2 separate regions of the Zea mays genome follow, and region 1 is linked to region 2. The links are chromatin contacts, called in public Hi-C maps. All regions are on one chromosome and are shown on one strand. Each heading gives the region's core, a stretch centred on a gene start, on an enhancer-like site or on the middle of the called end of the contact. The rest is flanking DNA. Distances are from core to core; before and after follow the strand shown.

Evidence for each region. A called contact is a pair of places that touch in the nucleus more often than the background predicts.
Region 1: a contact with region 2 is called in a Hi-C map of leaf, with 3 times the contacts expected there. The contact joins the promoter of LOC100383549 here to the promoter of LOC100280701 in region 2. A contact is called at or near these places in 3 of 25 Hi-C or Micro-C datasets (ear, leaf and tassel).

The regions. Positions count from the first base shown.
Region 1 is chr7:81,700,448-81,706,310 of Zm-B73-REFERENCE-NAM-5.0, reverse strand. It overlaps LOC100383549 (putative AMP-dependent synthetase and ligase superfamily protein), which reads left to right and starts at 4,047. Exons shown (of 5, transcript NM_001357155.1): 1 at 4,047-5,146. The coding sequence starts at 4,097.
Region 2 is chr7:81,394,956-81,400,670 of Zm-B73-REFERENCE-NAM-5.0, reverse strand. LOC100280701 (FLU) reads right to left here and starts at 4,010. Exons shown (of 5, transcript NR_176469.1): 1 at 3,855-4,010.

The DNA.
Region 1 (5,863 bases), core at 2,798-5,297, 310 kb before region 2:
ACTGTCCGGTGTGCCTTCTGGCGCTGCTATGACTCTGCGCGAACTGTCCGCGCACTGTTTACGTTGTCAGCCGACCGTTGAAGTCGACCATTACGCTGGCGACCGTTGCTCCACTTGGCACACCGGACAGTCCAGTGAATTATAGCAGAGAGCCGCCTTAGAAACCCGAAGGTGAGGAGTTCAGCCTATACGGCCCCTGGGGCACCAGACACTTTCCGGTGGCGCACCGGACACTGCCTCCGGACACTGTTCGGTGGCACACCGGACAGTCCAGTGTGCCAGACCAGGGTTCTCTTCGGTTTCTTTTGCTCCTTTGTTTTGAACCCTAACTTGTATCTTTTTATTGGTTTGTGTTGAACCTTTAGCACCTATAGAACATATAATCTAGAGCAAATAGTTAGTCCAATTATTTGTGTTGGGCAATTCAACCACCAAAATCATTTAGGAAAAGGTTTGATCGTATTTCCCTTTCATCTTTCCCAACCTTCAGCAATTCTGCTTCTATCGGCGGGCTTAGAATTTATGGCAGCACTATTGTTTTTTCTAACTCTGGCTTCTTGGCCGCCCCATCTTCGGCTTCGACTGGCTCAACTATAGGCACCTTCGGCATCATAGTTTATTCCTCAGCGCTCCGAGTAGCGGGAGTAGCTTGTTCCGCTTTGGCAGCGGAAGATGTCTCTTCACCAAATTTTGGCACTGTGGCCGTCTCAATATACCTCGGCCGATGCGTCAGAACCTTGATCTTTTTGCCCTTCGGCACAGCAGAGATGGCCGAAGCGGCAATTTTCCTCTTTTTTCCTGCCTTCGCGAGGGGTAGCAGTAATCAGGGTATATGAAACCAATTGCATCAAAAACCCTGTTCAACCTTTTCTTGCCCCAACCTCCGAAGGCTGAGGACAAAGCATCATCTTTGGCTCTGGTATATGCCCCAAGTAACTCGTTGCTAGTAGCCTCAATACATTTCAGCCAGTTGTCATTTGGCTCGTCAAACCAGTCTCTGTATCTGAAGATATATTTCAAACGAATTAATCCACCTTCATTGGACCCGGCAGCAGTCTCCTTTGACATCTCCCAGTTATCCACAAGTGGCCATACCCTGTAGGCTATGTGCTCTTAGATCAGGTCTCTTGTACCAATGAAAGCACAACATTGTTGAAAACCTTTTGACATGCTTCGACATCATTTTCAATCGCCACGTCCGGTCTTCAAAGGCCGAAGCGAGACCAGATGGGGTGTTGGATAATCCCCTTTATGTCCTCCCTTTCAATCAGATTATTCTTAACATAAAACCATTCCTCCATCCAGGACCCGGGCCACCTTTTCCTAAATGTTGGAACCGGGTAGCTTGCATTAGAACGAGCAATGAATCCATAACAACCGAAGTTGTTGTGATACTGCACTTTGCCAGTAGCCATCGTCTCGTACAACAGTTCGTGCATATTGCAAAAACACTTCACGCTCGGTTCCAGCCCTTGGCTTCTCACATCTTAAACAAATAAACCCATTCTGATTATAGCTTCAGGAGTAATTTGATGAAGAAAGATCTAAAATATCTTCAACACTTCAACCAAAAATTTGCTCAATGGGAACCGAAGACCTGCCTTCATAAAGCTTCTGTAGACAACAACCTCATTTTCTTCAGGAGCAGGGGCGGTGTTGTCCCCTCCAACCCTCACAATAGACATGTCACGAAAGTATGTTCCCTTCATGGAGTCAATTTGACTTTGTTTAATGGTTGACTTTCCGAAGATGGTATGGCTTGGCCGCCAAGGCCGGTCTTCAGAATCTTCATCCCCACTTTCCACATCATAGTCATCGCTATCGTCAGAATCTTCAGACAAATCCGCCATTATTTCTTTTGTGATCTTCTCTGTATTTGTTTTTGCCATAGATTCGTAAAACCCAGCCAGAAAAGGGTCCACAACTTTCTTTTCCTCAGACATCTTATTTTCCTCAGGCATCTTCTTCTCCTCAGACATCTTCTTGTGTATATCACGAAGCTCGAAAATCAAGCGAGAGCTGATAACAAGAGTTAAAAATTTGAGAAAATAACGCAAGCAACAGAAATGGCATAGCAAATGCTGCCACTGTGGGTTTCTATTTATATTCCTAGTGCATTGCAACTTGGCGGGCCCCATTTGTCATTGACTTTCGCTATTCTAGCGAAGGGAAGGTGTTTTTCGGACCTTCGTTCACGTCGCAGTCTGAATTTGTTAGATACAAGAACAAATTAATACTACGAGGGGCTACTGTTGGGGGCCTTCGTCTTTCGAAGGTCCTCAAAAACACGACTAACATGCTTTCCAATTATAATATAATGTTACATGAACCTTCGGCTTTGAGATGAAGGTGCGCATGGTATGAAAGGCGTGGTCTGAAAGAAGGATGAATCAATTCCGAAGCTATGGATGGAGAAGCTTCGGCTTAGCGCAAAGACGGTGATGGAGAGTGAAACCGACCTAAAGAGGAAAAGACTGCTTAGTCCTCGACAGATTACTTCTTAGTCAATAGTAAATGTCAAGAATATGAATGTAATTTTACATAGGCTGCGTCGTGTGCCTATAAATAGATAAACAGTAACACGGTACTGTTCACGCTGACCTGTAATCACTCGCACGTCACTCTTGGATTCTTACCTTCTGTCAAGCCGAAGGTACAAATGTAACTCAATATCATTAATGTTTGTTCATGATCATATAATGAGAAGATAGATAATGATTTAATATGGTTATTCATGTTCTCTATATGTCTTATATGTTCCTGCTTTTTATTATGACATATTGAGATGATGAATGTTTGCCCTTCATAACCTTTGTCTGAAGATCATTATATCCTAAGGGAGATAATGTTTCGAAGGACGAAGGTCTTTAACCATTAACATTTGTGTTGCCTTGTTCTTATCTCATAGCATTTAAGAACAAGTGACCAACAATGGGCATAACTCCCATCTCAAAAGTACAAAAGATACATCATTGGTTATATATCTTTCCAATAATATAGCATATAAATGTTGAAACCTCCCAAATTTGATAATAGAAATGAACAAATTGCAGTATTACTTGTCTAGGATTCCCATGGTTATGATTGGCATTGACCCTCCAATTTTTTTACTCATCCCACCAATGCAAAAATACTGATCAAGAAACTTGGTTTGGCGGAGCCGAAGAAAAATCTTATCAGTTATTACTAATATTTGGTACTTTATATGTCTCAATTTATAATTAATTTTACTTTTTTATCAAGTTTAACAGGCTCGGTTTATTAAAAAATTACAAAAGATAATAAATTTGAAGTTGTACTTAAAGTATATTATATGCTAAACAATATCACAAATAAAAATTAATAATAATTATGAAAATTTTTAAATAAACGAGCTATCAAACTTGGTATAAAAAATCAAATAAATTATAAATTAGATTGGAGTGATCAACTATTTTTTGCTAAACTTTAGCACTGCACTTTTTGCTAAAGTTTAGCTACTAAAAAATAAACAGGGTAGCTAAATGTGTTGTGTTAAGGTTTAGCACTCATTAGCGCTTTAGCTCCACCAAAGATACTAAATTGTGCTAAAAGTGTTCACCAACCTCATTTTACCATGAATACCCCTTTTTCTCCCTGGCCGCATGCTCCTCGTAGACCAGTGATTGTTAAAGTTTAGCACTTTATTCAAACACTCCTCAAGTACTAAAGTTTAGCACGTGCCAAATTTTAGCAAATGCTTAACTTTAACACTAGAGAAATAAATAGACCACTATATAAATTAGAGAAATAATTCCACTAGAAATTATTTTACAGCACCAACCCGTGACAATCGAACGGCCCCCTGAAGCAGGGCATCCAACGGCCTCTGGTTCTGTAGAAACAATACCTTTCGTAGCAGTTCCCATCACGCGAAAAACGTGTATTGCGAATTTGAAAATTTCAGAAAAGAAAAACAATGAAGCCATACTTTGCCTTGCTGTTGTGAGTAAATCTTGTGCATACGCTGTTGGAACCCCTAACCCAGCATGCCAGATTATAAAACGCCAACCGTAACCGAAGGTGGCACACGACAAAATCACCAACCAGTCCAGTCACCACTGGGTGCTAAGGAGAAATGGCCACTTCCGCGCCTGCGGCCAACGCCGACGGCGCTGCTCCCGGAGGTGTAGATGGTCGCAGCGGCTTCTGTGAGGTGACCAGGACGTTCCGCAGCCTGCGCCCGCCGGTGCCGCTGCCGCCGACGGACTCACCGCTCTCGTTTCCGGAGTTTGCGTTCTCGCTCCTGGCGTCGTCCCCGACCCCCGCGCACCCGGCTCTCCTCGACGCCGCCACCGGCGAGGCCGTGTCGTTCCCGGCGTTCCTGTCCCAGGTACGCGCGCTCGCGGGGGCGCTGCGCTCCGTGGTCCGGCTCGGCCGCGGCGACGTCGCGTTCGTCCTCGCTCCGACACGGCTGGACGTGCCGGTGCTCTACTTCGCGCTGCTCTCATTCGGCGCCGTGGTGTCGCCGGTAAACCCTGCGCTGACCGCGGACGAGGTCGCGCGCCTCGTGGCACTGTCAGGCGCGTCCGTCGCCTTCGCCGTGTCGTCGACCGCCGCAAAGCTGCCGGCTGGCCTCCCCGCCGTGCTCCTCGATTCGGACCACTTCCGCTCCTTTCTGCAGAAGCAGAGCGACGGCCGTGGGGAGGAGGGACTTGCGGCGGACACGGCGGTGGTGCGGCAGTCGGATACGGCGGCGATCCAGTACTCGTCGGGGACAACCGGGAGGGTGAAGGCCGCGGCGCTGCCGCACCGGAGCTTCATCGCGATGGCGGCGGGATCCCATGCTCTGCTGGGGAAACCGAGGCGCGGTCGCGAGAGGTCGCTGCTGGGCGCGCCCATGTTCCACTCGATGGGGTTCTACTACACGCTGAAGGGGGTGGCGCTGGGGCACACGACGGTGATGCTGACCGACGCGGTGGCGCGGCGCGGCGTGAAGGGGGTGATCGAGGCGGCGGGGAGGTGGGCCGTCAGTGAGATGACGGCGTCGCCACCGGTGGTGGTGGCCATGGTCAAGGAGCGGTGCCACCTAGAGGCGCTGGAGCGCGTGGTATGTGGCGGCGCGCCGCTGCCGAGGACGGCAGCCGAGAGTTTCCGACGACGGTTCCCCAACGTGGATCTCTGCATGGTGAGTTTCCGTTTAGATGTGTCGCTTTCACTCAAATACTAACTAATAATAATTATTGTGAGCTAGTGGTGTTTTACAGTAGTCGATAGAGGCCACAAATTTAAGACAACAAAACAAAATGACGGTTTTGTTAAAATCTTGGACCACCGATTGCCTCTCTAACCTACCAAAAAATATCTGACCCGGCCGTGTAACATTTCGAACTTTTTATGTAACATTTTTGAAAAGGAGGGTGGTGGGGGGTGGGGAGGGGGTGTGTGGAGAACGCGTTCTTCATTTGCAAGCACATCACTCAAGTCAACTGATGGGAAAGTAGTAGTATGGTCCAGCAGGGGGTCAATGACGATGTAGCTTTGGTGACAGCAAATACACACCTTTTTAGTTAAACCATGCAACATACGCTTCGTTTCAAAATACCGTGACTGCTGATAAGTTTTTTTTTTTTTTGGTAATTATTCGAGGTGTCACCGTCTTAGTGCCATATAAGAATAGTTCAAAACGGATTAAGATCGGACTCTATTTCTATTATTTTTGAACTAAGATTAATTAAGGTCCTAACTTATTGTGAATAAACATTTGAATCGTAATCCATTACCACCCTATATACCAGTCATAAGACTTAGTCATATATAGAAAGAGAGATGTTGGCCTACGCTCAGGAGTCAGGACTTGCTCACGAAGCAATGCCAGCCGACATTGGTTTAGTAATACACTTCT
Region 2 (5,715 bases), core at 2,761-5,260:
TAACGGTAGGGCCGAACCGCCACCGGTGCCGCCCCCGGAAGAAGATGAATGCGGTGGTCGTAGGGGCGGGCGGGTGGTAGCCCTGGCGGCTCGGCGAAAACCAGCTCAAACTGCCGAAGAAGATCGTCGAGGAGCGGCTGTGTGGGCGTGCTGGACACCACGCACGCAGCCGGCTGTGGGGGAACCGCGCCGGGCGCCCCCAGGCCGGACCAAATGATGCGGCGACCCCCCTTGGTGAAGGACATGGACAGGCGGTCGCAGTCCCAAAGGATCGGCCCCAACAGCCGCAGGAACTCGAAGCCCAAAATGACGTCGAAGGTGCCGAGGGTGAGGCCAATACAATCGATGGAAAACTGTCCGGTGCCCACCCGCAGGTCGACGCTCCGCGCCATACCTTGGCACAGTATGTTGTCACCGTTGGCCACTTGCACTTTGATGGTGGAGTGTGGCGTGGATGGCAGCTGCAGGCGGCTCATCAGACCCACCGACATGAAGTTGGTGGTGGAGCCGGAGTCGACGAGGGCCACAAGACGGTGGCCATTGATGGAGATGGGCAGCAACATGGCGTTTGGTGTGCGCACCCCTGCCAATGCGTGCAGCGAGACCGTCGGAATGATGGCCGCGGCGCGCGGGGGTGGCTCCTGCTCGGGCGCGATCTGTAGGTCAGCTCCCTCCTCTTGGGGCTCGCCGTCGATGTAGTCGTCGTTCTCTAAGTAGAAGAGGCGGGGACACACGTGCCCACGCACATAGGGCTCATCACAATTGAAACAGAGCCCTTGACGACGTCGTTCCTGCTGCTCGGCCGGCGTAAGTCGACGGAACGGTCGCGCTGGGGCGGCTGTACCTGCTGGTTGCGCTGCAGCGGTTGGCAGAGCAGTCAGCGGACGCGGCGGTGCTGGCAGTCCCGGGCGAGACTGCCGGAACCCGCGCGCTGGAGGTGGAGTGGTCTGCGCCGCTGCACGCTGCTCGAAAGCACGCGCCAAGTACATCGCCGATTGAAGGTCCTGGGGGTCTCGGATGGCCACATCAGCCCGGATGTGGTCGGGGAGGCCGCCGACGAAGAGTTCGGCCTTCTGCTACGCGTCGAGCTTGCGCGTGTGGCCGAGCGTAGCGTTGAAGCGGTCGGCGTAGTCCTGTACCGTCGAGGTGAAGGGCAGGCGGGCAAGTTCGGACAGGCGGGTGCCCCGAACAGGCGGCCCGAACCGAAGGGTACAAACCTCCTTGAAGCGTCCCCACGTTGGCATGCCCTCGTCTTGCTCCAGGGCGTAATACCAAGTCTGCGCAGCGCCCTTCAGGTGATACGAAGCGAGCCAAGTGCGGTCAGTAACCAGGGTGCGCTGGCCCCGGAAGAACTGCTCGCATTGGTTCAACCAATTTAGGGGGTCGACGCTGTCATCATAGGTGGGGAAGTCGATCTTGTAGTAGCGAGGGGGAGCCTGTGCCGCCTGGCTATAGCCCAGGCCAGCAGCGGGCTCGACGACCCCGAAGGAGGCTGTCTGGGTCGTGGGTTCATGGAAGAGGACTCCCTCGACGCCTCCGTAGAAGACCCCCCCAAAGGCCGGCACGTGGGGGGCTTCAGACTTCACCACCGACGATGTGATGGTCGCCGAAGTAGAGTAGATCGGCGGCTGCAGCACATATGACGGGACTTGCGACGGTGATCGGGGCCACTGCATCAAGTGTAGCGGTACGCCAGGCGCAGCCCCGGCCATGGAGGATGCGGCAGCGGCGGATGTTGGGAGAGATGCGGTGGGCGGCGGCGCAGATGGGCTGGGCGGCAGTGGCATGGGGGTGGAGGCAGGCAGTGGTGGGTTCTGGGCGCCGATGATGTAGGTATGGATGGAGGAGATGTTCCCCTGCATCGCGATCATGTTTCCCTGCATGACAACCATGTTCCGTGAGATTTCCCGGACTACTTCAGCGAGGGAATCCAGGGTCAGGGGAACAGATGAGGTGCTTGGCGGCACATAACCGGTGGACGGCACCGTGGACGGCACCGTGGCTAATGGCAGCGACGCCAACGCCTGAGAAAGCGACGGCGCTGATGGCGAGGAGGGCAGCGACGCCAACGCCTGAGAAAGCGACGGCGCTGATGGCGAGGAGGGCAGCGGCGGATCGTTGGACATAGCCGATACCAGATTGATAGGAATACGATCCCTACCACGGATTGGCCTTAGGTTGTATGAGTGCGAGGGGGCTGGGCGAGGGAGGAAACGCCCACGGCTGTGTTTGGACGCCGTGGATGCTGGGCGGAGGGAAAGAGGGAGATGGGCTGCTGAACGGAAGAACACACTGATGAACAGTAGCGTGATGAACAGTGGCAGCTAGGGTTTCTCCTAGCTCCCAGAGGGAAGCTGGAAACTATAATTGTTTCTGCTTAATTCCATATAGGGTGGTGCTTACAATTATTTATACTCCCTTCTAGTACTTATCTAATGAGATCAAATCCCTCTTTTCTCTCTAACAAATCTTATCTCCTTAATCTTCTAATCCTTATCCAACTAATCTGCATGTGTAGATCCTTATCCAACTAATTTGCATGTCTATCCGTTGCTTCTGTTGTTATCCGGCGCCTGTAGTGGCGGCCGGTCATAACAGTTTTCCTTCTCTAAGTTACATACAACGCATCTGTTTTTTCTCTTGATTGCCTGAATTACCTTCACGCTAAAACAATTTAGAAGACAGTATTTATTTATTTTATTTGTCAAAAAACGTAGCTTCATCTGCATCAAGCCTGGGGATATCTGCTAGTTATATAGGGCATGATTGGTTGCATGGTTTTGCCAGGGCCAAGTTCTACTGGTGCAGTCACCTTGTTGTTTGGTTTCCCGCACAGGCGCACAGCATCATGGGCCAGGCCCGATGTATGCACCTGATCACGCCACAGCCTGGCCGAGCAGATACGGGAGAATTGACCTTCTCTCCCTGGCCAGGTTGTGCTGATGCAGGCACAGAACATGAAAGATCATTTTAATTTGGTATTTTTGTGATATCTCTTAATTAAAACGTCTAATTAATATATCAATTTTACTCTCATGTTCCTGACATTTTTACCAATAAAACTAGACTACACTTGCTATACAAATTCTTTTTAAAAATATTTTATTTTTTATGTTTATTCTATCTCCATCATATCCAGCCTATCAAACATCGTCCCTTCTCAGTCTGATTGACGACATGCAACTTAACCAAACAAACAATCTGGTATGTTTACAACCTAGTCTCGATGAGCCTAGTTTATCACATGCGACCATTCTAAGTTGAGAAAAGAAACCAATCGCACCCACAGTTTCAAGTTTCTTTGCTGTGGCTTTAATCCAGCTGCGGCTGCAGCTTTTACAGTATTTTGTCTCTATAGATCGCCGCTGTAGTCCCAACAGGTGCAGACGCAGCCATTGGAAGGAGTATGCAACCAAAACACAATGGTGATGGGACATCGTCTCACACTCTAGCAAGATTTCAGAGTCACTAAAACTCCTATCACCGCGATTGCTACAAACCTCAATGTGAGGACGACAGCAGTGAGCACCAGACCTGGCAACTTGCAGTAACATTCAGTTACACACGTACAGCAATCAAACAGAGACAACAGAAGTAGAGAGGGGATGGCGAGCATTTCGTCGACCAGCTCCGGTGCGCAGCAGTTCGCGAGAGAGACCACAAAAGCACACGGGCTGGTGCTAGTAACTGCTGCTCGGAGGAGTAATTGATTGAATAAGCCAGCGCGAAGGAGGCCAGGAGGCGTGGCACGTCTACAGATAATAGACCAAATTCCAAGAAATAAAGAGAAAAAAAGAGGAAATGGCCATGCGGGGGGGGGGGGGGGGGGGGGGGGGGGGGGGAGGGTCACTTACTGGAAACGACCTCCGGAAGGACGACGCGCGGCAATGCTCTGAGGCCGGAGCTCCGCCGGGGCGGCACCGACGGAGCAGCGAGGCGCAGGAGAAGCGCCATGACACGAGGGAATAGGATAAGGGAGGGAACCAAATCTGCGAGGGGCTCATATCGTCATGTATGTTTTTAGCGGGTTATTTTTCATGTAAGACCCTGGAAAGGATGTGATATATTATTGTAACCAAAGTGAACACGCGGCTGAAGCCAGAAGCCACTGTTCTTGACATTACTACATTAGAGATCAGTAGGTCAATTTCACTCTTTTCTAAATACCCATACGTGATACGGAATTAATATAATAAAATACATTCATATAAAAAACACTAATTATTATTTTATACTTTTATTATCATCTATATATCATGTCGTATGTCGGCACAAGATTGCTGGTAGAATCAGATTTAAGACACACCATTAAAGGGGTGAAGGCAAGAACTAAAGTTTGCCTGAAGATGGTGTGACTCCAATCGGCTGGAGTTGCCTTCACCCCTTGCAGTATCTTTGGTTGTTAAACTTGGTTGGTTGGTTTGGTAGTCAATTATACCATTAGCTTTTATTCCATAGTTTGCGGGGCACCTATTCCTCTTCTGTCTAACATCTGAAGCGGACTATCGGTCCAGACAGGATGATCGTCGTTTATTGTCCCTATCTCTTTCATCTAGGTTCTCGAACATCAGTATTTCTGTTGTGATTAATGGAGATGGGGTCGAGCTTGGTTCTGGAAAAAAGGAACAAATAAAACATTCTCTAATATAAGCCATGATGCTACAAATAGGGAAATCGTGTGAATGTGATGACCAATGCTGCAAGATCAGAGCATGGTATAAAGATTTCACTAATCTCAATGTTTAGGAACAACTAAAATGTTAGGAGCCTACATCTGCCGAAGGTCCTCAAATAACTCTTGGTTTGGAGTGAACAGATTTGTTTCAGGTACACGACTAACAGCAGACGAAGCTAGGCCTCGGTCTAAGTGCTATCAGGAATAGCTGAAGCAATGCAAGGAGAAGCTTCATTCAGCACACACGGATAACAAGGATGAAACTCGAAGCTGCAAGCTTCGGCACAAAGAGGCTTTCACACGACGAAGTCCGAGACTTGTGTAGCAAGAAGAATGAGAAAGGACAATGTTGCCCTGATGTCGTTTATAAATCATGTATGTGAAACCCTAAGGGCATGAATGTAATTTTGTACGAGGTTGTTCATCTTCCCTATAAATAGATGAACAATGACATGTATGAATTCACCTTTTGAGGGTCATAGCTTCGTGTTGCTTAGCCTTCTAAGAACCTTCGTGTCACCATGTGTCAAGGAACCGAATGTATGTTTGTAAATTGTTTGATACAAAGGAAGATGGAATAAAAATGCTAAGGCATATAAGATGAGTTTCACACCCCATTGTACATTGTCATCCCGTTTCATGATGTTTTTATTCACATCTTCTTTTAAAAGACCTTTGTCCTTAGTGCTAACACTTCATAGAAGTGTTAAAACAAGGACTAAGGTTCATGTATATTTAACTTGTGTTGCCTTGATTCTCAATGCCACCAGAGGATTGAAATCAAGTGACCAACATTAGCGCCCACCTCCGGCGATTCAAACCACAACGACAACCTACATCATGTTGTTAAAGAAGGCAATGACAACCAGCTCCGTCCTCAGGACCTTGGACACCAACCAGGGGAACAAAGCTCTCCTTAGGGAGGCAAGAAACCAGAAGAGGAAAGCCATTAGCCCAGAGCCACAAGACGAGGAGCTTGATCAAGAATTCAATAACCTCGAAGTAATCCACCAGCAGTTGGAGAAGCGTAGGGAGAAGGT